2 separate regions of the Gossypium hirsutum genome follow, and region 2 is linked to region 1. Evidence: chromatin contacts called from public Hi-C data. All regions are on one chromosome and are shown on one strand. Each heading gives the region's core, a stretch centred on a gene start, on an enhancer-like site or on the middle of the called end of the contact. The rest is flanking DNA. Distances are from core to core; before and after follow the strand shown. Region 1 holds the start of LOC107933744 (DNA-binding protein S1FA). Region 2 holds the start of LOC107947797 (interactor of constitutive active ROPs 2, chloroplastic).

Region 1 (4,604 bases), core at 640-3,139:
GTTGTTCAAATTCTTAAGTACCCACTGAAGTATGATCGCTAGTTGTGGTCAAGCACAATAACATATTGACGGACATATGGTTTTTACGTATTTTATGTGTATAATATAGTAAATATTACACTTCTTTTCTATCTCATTTTTCTTAAAAGGAAATTGGTGCTTTCACAATTCACAGTTAATACTTTTTTTCTCTCTTTTTCACTTCTCCTAGTTCTTGAATGAACTCATGTTGGATTCATAGGGTTGAATTTAACTGATAGAATCCATGTTACTCATCTAATGCAAGTATACTTAATATATTGTTTTCAGGTTTCTCGTATATATATATAAAAGGATTATATCTTAGTTCGAACATGTATAGGAAGAGAGTCCTTTCTGTATAAGAACACACAAGTAGGCATTGTTTGGGGTGATTTGTTCCTACGATTAGTTCACATGGAAAATGAAAAGGAAATAAAGAGGGCAATAGAAATGAGACAAATAAACTGCAATTAATGAAACAGATCAGTATTTTACTTCCTAGTCTACCAAATATGAGATTAAGATGTTTGTTCAACCAAGACAACTCTCTGGAAACAAAACAGGAAGAAAATTGTAAACAAACCATTTTGATATACAGATCAGAGGAAACGAGGCCTCGAAATCCTCATTCTCCTGGTGCAGAAACTCCTTGCTTCAGCCTCTCTTTCTTCATCTTCTTCTTTGATATTGGCTTCTTTTTTCTAGGTGGAAGAGTCTTCTGTGCATACGAGTAAAGTACATAGTTCCCAACAAGAAATGTCAGCAGTAGCCCCCCAACAACCAGCAGAACTATCAAGCCAGGATTGAATCCTTTGCCCTCAGTTTCATAAATAATCTTGTTTCCCTATTGCATTAGCAGAAACTAAAATCATCACGCATGTAATTTTATACTAAACACAACTAGCTGCTCAATACTTGTCTTCAGCCTGTTAATCTTTTCAAAAGGCCATAGAGAGCAAATAGGAAAACTTAGCCCTACTACAAAAGATCCTTGCTACATGAAAGATTCTATAAAGTATACGTGCATACAAACATTTCTGCAAAACATATACATCTATCATCAAGATTTTAAGAGATCACACAAGGTTTACATTGAGACCCCAGAAATTTATCCATGGATACTGATGACTCATATACCTATGTCTGTGTTTTAAGTAGATTGTTGACGAAATTATAGGATGTATCGCAAACTGAGTGAAGATTTTTCAGGCAGTCAACTAAAGCTTTCATCTTTCACTGTTCCTTTATGTTTTTTCAGTCAGAATTATGGAGAGGTATGGATGAACAAAAAGAACCCAACCAAATTGACTGATCAAATCCCACATAAAGATGGTGTTAATAGTTTCAATGATGCTGCAGCTTTATTTCAATCAAAATATCGAGAAGAAGAAAAAAAAAAGAGGATAGTTTGTTAAGTTTGCATGCAAAAATAAACAAGTAACAGTATCTTAATTAAGCATGAGAAAGAGCAAGAAAAAGTCTAAAAAAATTGGAATTAATTTGAAAAAGCACCACTGCACTAGATCGGAACTGTAACAAGTAATAAGCAAAGGAAACAAAACCAGATCTCTAAATTTGAACTGATTTAGCACGGATCTCACTGAAAAGCCATTGAAATTTAAGGGGAGAAAAACCAAGCGATCAAAGCAGAGATGGACCTTATCGGCGAACTCGAACTCGTCTGACATTACTGCCAAGTCCAAGTGCGAACTCGACGTTGGAGCTCCTCACTAGCACAAGTTGGGAACCAAAGTAACAAAAACAAAAACCGGTTTCTGGTAATCAAACGAATTCGGATATTCATTTGGCAGTTTAATGGATCCAACTGATAATTGGACTTTGAACCCAGATAGTAACATTGCCCAGTGAATTGGGTAAAATCCAGTGAGTTTTATGGGACTTGGAGGGTTACTTTTACTTTTATTGTTTTTAGGATTATTTATCATGGCAGAGTACCTATTACAAATAAAAAGATGTTTATTTAATCAAACATAATAATTTTCTAAACCCACACATTTACAAAATTATTTTATAATTATTTTTATTTAATTAAGTTCATCTTACTGTTTCAATTATTCTAGTAATATATAAATTATTGCTTTTACATCAAAATATCTCATCGTTATTTTAAGCCATAATGATCTTATTTTATAAAAAAATTATTTTAAGTTTCTATTTTTTTCGTATTTTTTAGCTCTTAAAACTTGACAACCCAAAAATTATGAAAAAGTTGACGTTTGTGCATTATGCTAATGTGGCATATGCCACCTACGCATTCAATTGATTTTTTTTTAATTTTTAAAAAATTATATTTTTACACTTTTTTAAATAAATATTTTAAAATTTAAAAATTTAATTAAATGCTGATGTGTCGTCCACCTAACAATTTATGTGTATGTCATGTCAGTAAAATAAAAAATGTTTAATTTTTTTTATTTATTATAAGGTGATTTAAAAAAAAATAATTGCCTCTAACAGAAAGAATGTACATATCTCATCAGACAGGGACTTGAAAAAAGACAATAGTACTAGTTAGTATTAAGAGATGCTTAATCCAGCAACTGGTTGTGGGTATTGTGGGCAGCTTTGACTTTTTCTGTTTTGTCCTAAACCCCATCCTCCTTTTAAAACATTAAGATTGATATAATGAAAAGCCAGCCTAATCCTACTTTCCCAAGCATTGAGAAGATACAAAAAGAGACGTGCTTCTGAATAAAAGTCTTTAAAAAAGAAGTAATCAGAAGTAAGTTTAGAATCAAGTTTAGTACATACTTTTCTCCCAAACAACCCACTCCATGTAATTGCTTACTCATTTTCCTTATTACCCAATTAAACAATTTTATAAAAAATGATGATTCTTTCCTTCATTGCTTTGATCCATCACCAACCGCCACTCAATAAAGTTTCTTAATTAAAAATAAAATAAAATAATAAATATGAAACATTTTTCACTCTACTTTACCAAGTGTCTACTCAAACTCCCATGTCTGCCCTTTGACAATGGGGATTGCTTGTGGAATCAACTAGGCAACCTTCAATCACTCCCCCCACCATTTTTCTTTGTCCCCAATCCCCTAAAACTTGTGCTTTTACATGTTATTGGGAACCTCAGCCCTTTTATTATTTGTTAGACAAGGTCCTGACCAATGTGGCTATTTTCTGACGAGGAACTGAAGAAGTTTATCATATCGTTGCAGTCAGATACACTGTCCTGCAAGCTCAACAATAGATGAGAGGTGCTGAAACTCATTGAGGGTTTAGCTTTTGGAACAATTGGAACCTGGGCTTCCCCCACCAGCATTTGGACCACTCCTCTCATTGTGGGTCTAGCCAGTGGATCAGGGTGTGAACATGCTAACCCCACCAGGAGGACCCTCCTCATCTCACCCTCATCGAAATCACCTTCCAGCGTGGCATCAGCTGCAGCTAACAATCTCCCTTCTCTACGCAAACTCCAAACCCATTCCACCAAATTCCCATTAGCTCCAACTTTTGCAGCTGCATTGGCATTTCTCTCGATTGGTCTTCTTCCACTAGCGACCTCTAGAACCACAGCTCCATAGCTAAACACATCCGTTTTCTCGGTCGCTCTCCCAGTTTGAAGATATTCGGGAGCCAAATATCCCATTGTGCCGGCAGCTACCGTGGCATCAGGCGATTTATCATGCTCAATTTGCCTTGCTAAACCAAAATCGCCTAGCTTTGCGTTGAACCCTTCATCCAGCATTATGTTGCTGGTCTTAACGTCTCTATGAATAATCTGGTGATCACACTCTTGATGCAAATAGGCCAAAGCAGAGGCAACTCCTAACAAAATTTTCTGCCTATGAGCCCATGGTAATGGCGTTCTGGCTTCAAATAATGCTTTATCCAGACTCCCATTAGGCATTAAATCATAAACTAATAAAATTTCACCTTTCTCATGGCACCATCCTTGCAACATTACAAGATTTCGATGCCTAAGGGTCCCAATTATTGACAACTCAGATAAAAACTCATTCTTGCCTTGACTAGTATGACTACATCTCTTAACAGCCACAATGTCGCCATTATCCGGTAAAATGCCTTTATAGACAGTCCCAAAAGCACCGTGACCGATAATTCTATTAGCATCGAAGCATCTCGTAGCTGCTTTCAGCTCTTTGTATCTGAACTCTTTTGGCATTTTGATTATCTCCGATGGAAAAGACTCGGATTTCTTCACATGCTTCAACTTTTTAGAGTAAACCCATATGAGAGCCCCAGCAAATAAGGCTAAAACGAAAGCCCCAGCCGTTACCACCCCTGCAACAGCCCCTGGACCTTGCTTACAAAACTGGTTATGACAAGAAGAAGAAGACGAAGACTTACTCAAATGAGAATCTGAAGGAGCCAATGAAGGTGGCTTTGATTTAACAATATTAGCCGTTGGGTTCATTAAAGTAGCCGTTGGAGGCGGCGGAGAATTTGAGTTGAAAGAAGAGCTAAAACTCCACCATTCAATGCTATGGACCTCGGTGCTTCCTTGTGTTGAGCCTGAAAATCCTACGTACATGAAATCATTAACATAATGATCGAGATCTAGAGGGAATGATAACATGGGC
Region 2 (4,604 bases), core at 743-3,242, 390 kb before region 1:
ATCCGGTAATAACGGAAAACAATTTGCAGATTTCATTACGGTAAGCATCATCCTAGTCTTAACCATTCATAAGTGACCAAAGAATACCTCAGATACCGGGCTTCTCAATGCTTTACGCTCAGTAACCTTCGGACTTCTATCTTTGGGTGTCTTACTTGCAGGATTTGGGGATGAGACCGTGTCAGCATCAGATCCTGATATCTTCATTTGATGAGAAGTTCGAGGTGTAGCAGAAGAGTTTCTCTGAGGCACTTCTAGGGGGCTTGTTTTACTGCCAAAAACAATGAAAATACAATTAAAAAAAACATCAATGAAGCTTCTAGTCGATGACTACTATTACATCATACAAGAGGTTCTTTCAGGAGGTTGTAACTACTTTTACAACTTTCTATATAACCAATCATAATGCAGGGCGGATAGATAGCTTACTAACAACTTCATAGCTAAGCAGTCACCCACCTTAAAGAAGTTAATGTTGCAACCATTTTTTCAAGCACAAGCTAAACAACTAAAAACTGCCCTACTTCAAAGGGGGTGAAAAAGGGGTTTAACAATATACCGAGCAACTAATGAGGATCTTACCTTGCTTTTGGGGTCTGCATGATTTATATATCCCCTTGAACTGGTAAAAGGGCCTTGCTTCAAACCCGACTTGACCCACACAAGCTGCAAAGAAATCATGGATTGAGAAGCTACATTGGGTAGATTCTGATATTATAGATGTAGAGGTTGTGCAAGCTGGAATGTATATCAAGCCTTAACCAACAAACAATCAAATACAATTCCTTCGAAGAAACTCCACAGAAACTAATTCCACTACTACCAACCAGAACCAAAATGACCTAATTTAAAATGAAAGGAAAAATAAAGTTGCCATATGTGGATTCGAGCGCGCTGAGGTGTATTATCATGAGTTAAGGAGGGGTTATGGATAGTTCTAGGCATTGTCTAAAAAAGAGCAAATATGATGAGATTATTTTAAAAAAAAAAACCATCTTTTCACTCTGTCTCTCTAGTGAAAGATATGCTACACAACACATTATTGAAACCAACGATCAAAAAAGAAGAACCCACATTATTGAAACCACAAAGGACCAGCTAGAAATGAACGAAGTAAATTAATAATCCATGAGGGACTGCTTGTACTCAGTTTGGAATTAAAATTTGTTTATTTACATTACTTATTGGACCAAAAAACTGAAACATTATGCTCTTAATGAAAATATGTGGCAGTGGGGTGTACTCAACCAATCCAATAAAACTACTTTTTCCTATATTTCCATTTTCTCCTGCAAATTTAAGACCAAAAAGCTCTATAACTCCATGAAAATCTCGTTTATCTTCCCCAAATTTTGCTTGATAACTTTGAAAATAAAACATGGAAGAAAGAATTAAATGAACAATGCTTAATGAAGGAGTAGATGAACTTGAAGAAGACATAGTTTCAAGGATATATAAAAAAGGCAAGCAGGGAAAAAGGGTCTGAAGAGCAAGAGAGATAGATATAATTGTTAACATAAAGCAAAACCTACTCACTTTTAAACACATTTAGAAACAATCTTTTCTGATGAAGGAACTAAAGGAACATGAACACCACTAGAAATTTACATTGCTGAAAAATGAAATATAACCTGAAACATACATGTTTAACAGAAAGGATAAGGAGAAAACAGAGCTGGATTTTTAGTTTTTACCTGAAGGATGGATGGTAGTCCTTGAGATAGCTAGCTTCAGTTAATATTTTCAGGAAAAAGAACAAATGTAAAAGGCTTGGAAATAATGAACCCTGGAAAACCCAAAACCAAACAGGGTTGGTTAAGTTAAAGCTTCTCTTGGAGCTGAGGTTCTTTTTCTTCTCTATCAATGCTCACTGCTCAGGTTCCCTAAGGCCGAGTCTCTCTTTCTTATATTTTCTTCTTTTTTTGAGAAGCTCGCTTTCTTTTATATATTTTCTTACTTTTGTTTGTTTTACTGTTTTTGTTGAATGTCAGTTAAGGGAAAGAGGAAGCAAAAGCTATTGGCTTATAGGGACGTTTACCTATACAGGAGATTGTGATTGATTAAAGCACCACGCTCCTTTTTCACGCGCTGTTTGACGCTCCTCTCCTCACTCAACTGCTGCTACGTTATGATTGGTGCTGTTGAGGCTCCCGAATCCCAACCCAAGGTTAACAGTATCTGCATACTCAGTTTCTTTCTAGATTTGAATCTGTGAATAAATTTGAGTTAAATTAAAAAAAATTAAATTTAAATTCAGATCATATTTGAGGTGATAAATACTATTGATTATCAAGTTATTATATGGGTTAACACATATATTTAAAATTACATATATTTAAAAAATATTCAAAGTAAAATAATAAAAACTAAGATATTTGAATTGAATATGATAAATTTGAATAATTAATTAAATAAAAATTATTATTTTAGAAATTTTTTAAAATTTTAAATTTTTTAATTTTAAATATATATTTTGAATTTTTTATAAATATTTTAAATTTAATTTAATTTAATTTTTTGTAATTTTGTTGAGATAGAAACTAATTTGCTTATTTTTAAAGTTGATAATAACTAAAAGGATATTTATACCAATCTGTTATTTGAATTATTTGAAGTGTGAAATCGAATTATTCGAACTGACTCGAATAATTTAAATAACTCGATTCAATAAACTCAAAATATGAAATTTTTTTCGATATTTTCAATTAACTCCCGTGTTCGAATATGCCTTCTTTTTTGTTTTAACTCTAGAATTAATCAATTGATGTTTGTCGTAAATTGTAATCAAAGCATATAAAAACAGAGTTGATTCATCCATAAGAAACTGGCATCTCTATCTTGCTCCCAAAGTACAAACAAACCACAATAGTCAAATATAATTAAGTAGTAATTTTTAGCTATGACTTTACTTCAATCTTCATTTAATTTAAAAACATTGGAGTTGTTAGTATGGTTTATGCAATCAAAAATTGCCTTGAAATATATAACTTTCTTTTTGTTTTAGGTCAATTTTGATATTTTCAACTCAAGTAAAGTATCCTTCCATTCATGATTGTATGTATTAGAATATGGATCATATCTCCATTACCACTAATTGAGATTTCTTCCAATTGTATTCCTAAATTCATACGAGTCTTTCTGAAATGTGGAATATATATCGGTGCAACTAATTGTCGGATAAAAGAGGTTAGTTCAGAAATTTGATTCTCAAGAAAAAAAAAAAAGTTTTTTTGTTTCATTCGCTCTACTTGGAAACTCCTATTTGAATTCCAAATATTGTCAATATGCAATCATGATCGAATGCTAAGGATAATGAAAAGAAATAAAATTATTAATATCAGTCCCTAGCAATAGGCAAAATTTGTAGGATTGTTCAAAAATCAATTTCTATTCAAAAATAAACTTATAGAAAACAATAGTGAATAAAGTCGAATCTATAAAGACCAATGATAATTTTATTTCCTAAATAAAAATAAACAAAATAAAGATGATAGGGAATTTTTAAAAAAATAGAAAATAGAAAAACTTAATTTAAACTTAGCAAAGAAAGCAATAATTAAAAGTTGTGAGAAAATCAATAAGACGAAGCTCTAGTCAAATATAAAATTTTCATTTGATTCATGAGTTTGATCGTCAATGCATAGATGATAAACTAATTATAGTTGTCAATGCATAGATGACACAGGTTGTAACACCCCTTACCCGTATTCAAGGCCGAAACAGAGTACGAGGCATTACCAGACTTAACAATACACATAGATGAAAACCGGGCCATAAAATTTCATTTAATTCAAAACTTTGCGAACACATGCATAACAAACAAAGTTAATATATCATTACATCAAAACATAGGACATGGCACGATTAATTAAACTTATAAACCATAATGGATAAGGACCACATCTCATGATCATATACGATAATTCAATGCAGACTGATACGTATAGTCAAAATCATAATAAAAATACATATCACAAACCAGCTTCCTATACATGCCACTCACTTGATATTTCTAATATTTGAATTAATTCTCCCAAAAATGATAGTTTGATAGTGTGATTTTGCCTCCGACGATCTCCAACCTTGAGCCGACCTGCCAATACTAAAGAAATGGAGAGGATGGGCAAGCTTTACGCTTAGTAAGTTCATATGAAAATAATAAGCAATTACTACCACGCTTTTCAAGATAAAACACTATAATTGTACAATTACACATGTTCAGGTTAAGCTGTGTTATCGAGTTACAGTTACTAAATCATTCATATCTGAAGCTAAAAAACTCCAAATTTAGTTTCGTTAATTTTCCTTGAAACTAGATTCATATATATTTCTTCCATAAAATTTCCAGAATTTTTGGTTTAGCCAATTAGTACAGTTTATTCATTAAATTTTCCTCTATTTTGCTGTCTAACAGTTCTAACCTCTCTTCACTAAAAAATATTTATCTCATATTTCGGGACTCGGATGATGTTGCCGTCCATTCCTCCTGAAATTAGACTCATTCAAGATTCTATTCATGTAAATTATAATTCATAATTTTTTTTTACAATTTTTAACAATTTTTCCAAGTCAGAACAGGGGATCTCTAATTCATTCTGACACTG

The links. A called contact is a pair of places that touch in the nucleus more often than the background predicts.
Region 2: a Hi-C map of leaf shows a contact between it and region 1, with 2.8 times the contacts expected there. The contact joins the promoter of LOC107947797 here to the promoter of LOC107933744 in region 1. A contact is called at or near these places in 2 of 34 Hi-C or Micro-C datasets (both in leaf).

Annotation. Positions count from the first base shown.
Region 1 is chrA04:68,740,701-68,745,304 of Gossypium_hirsutum_v2.1, reverse strand. LOC107933744 (DNA-binding protein S1FA) reads right to left here and starts at 1,889. Exons shown (of 2, transcript XM_016866032.2): 1 at 1,680-1,889; 2 at 473-865. The coding sequence starts at 1,709. The coding sequence ends at 647. It overlaps LOC107933753 (L-type lectin-domain containing receptor kinase VIII.1), which reads right to left. Exons shown (of 1, transcript XM_016866043.2): 1 at 2,859-4,604. The coding sequence ends at 3,149. It overlaps LOC107933735 (cell number regulator 8), which reads left to right. Exons shown (of 3, transcript XM_016866023.2): 3 at 1-124.
Region 2 is chrA04:69,127,571-69,132,174 of Gossypium_hirsutum_v2.1, reverse strand. It overlaps LOC107947797 (interactor of constitutive active ROPs 2, chloroplastic), which reads right to left and starts at 1,992. Exons shown (of 4, transcript XM_041111093.1): 1 at 1,695-1,992; 2 at 583-666; 3 at 88-271. The coding sequence starts at 602.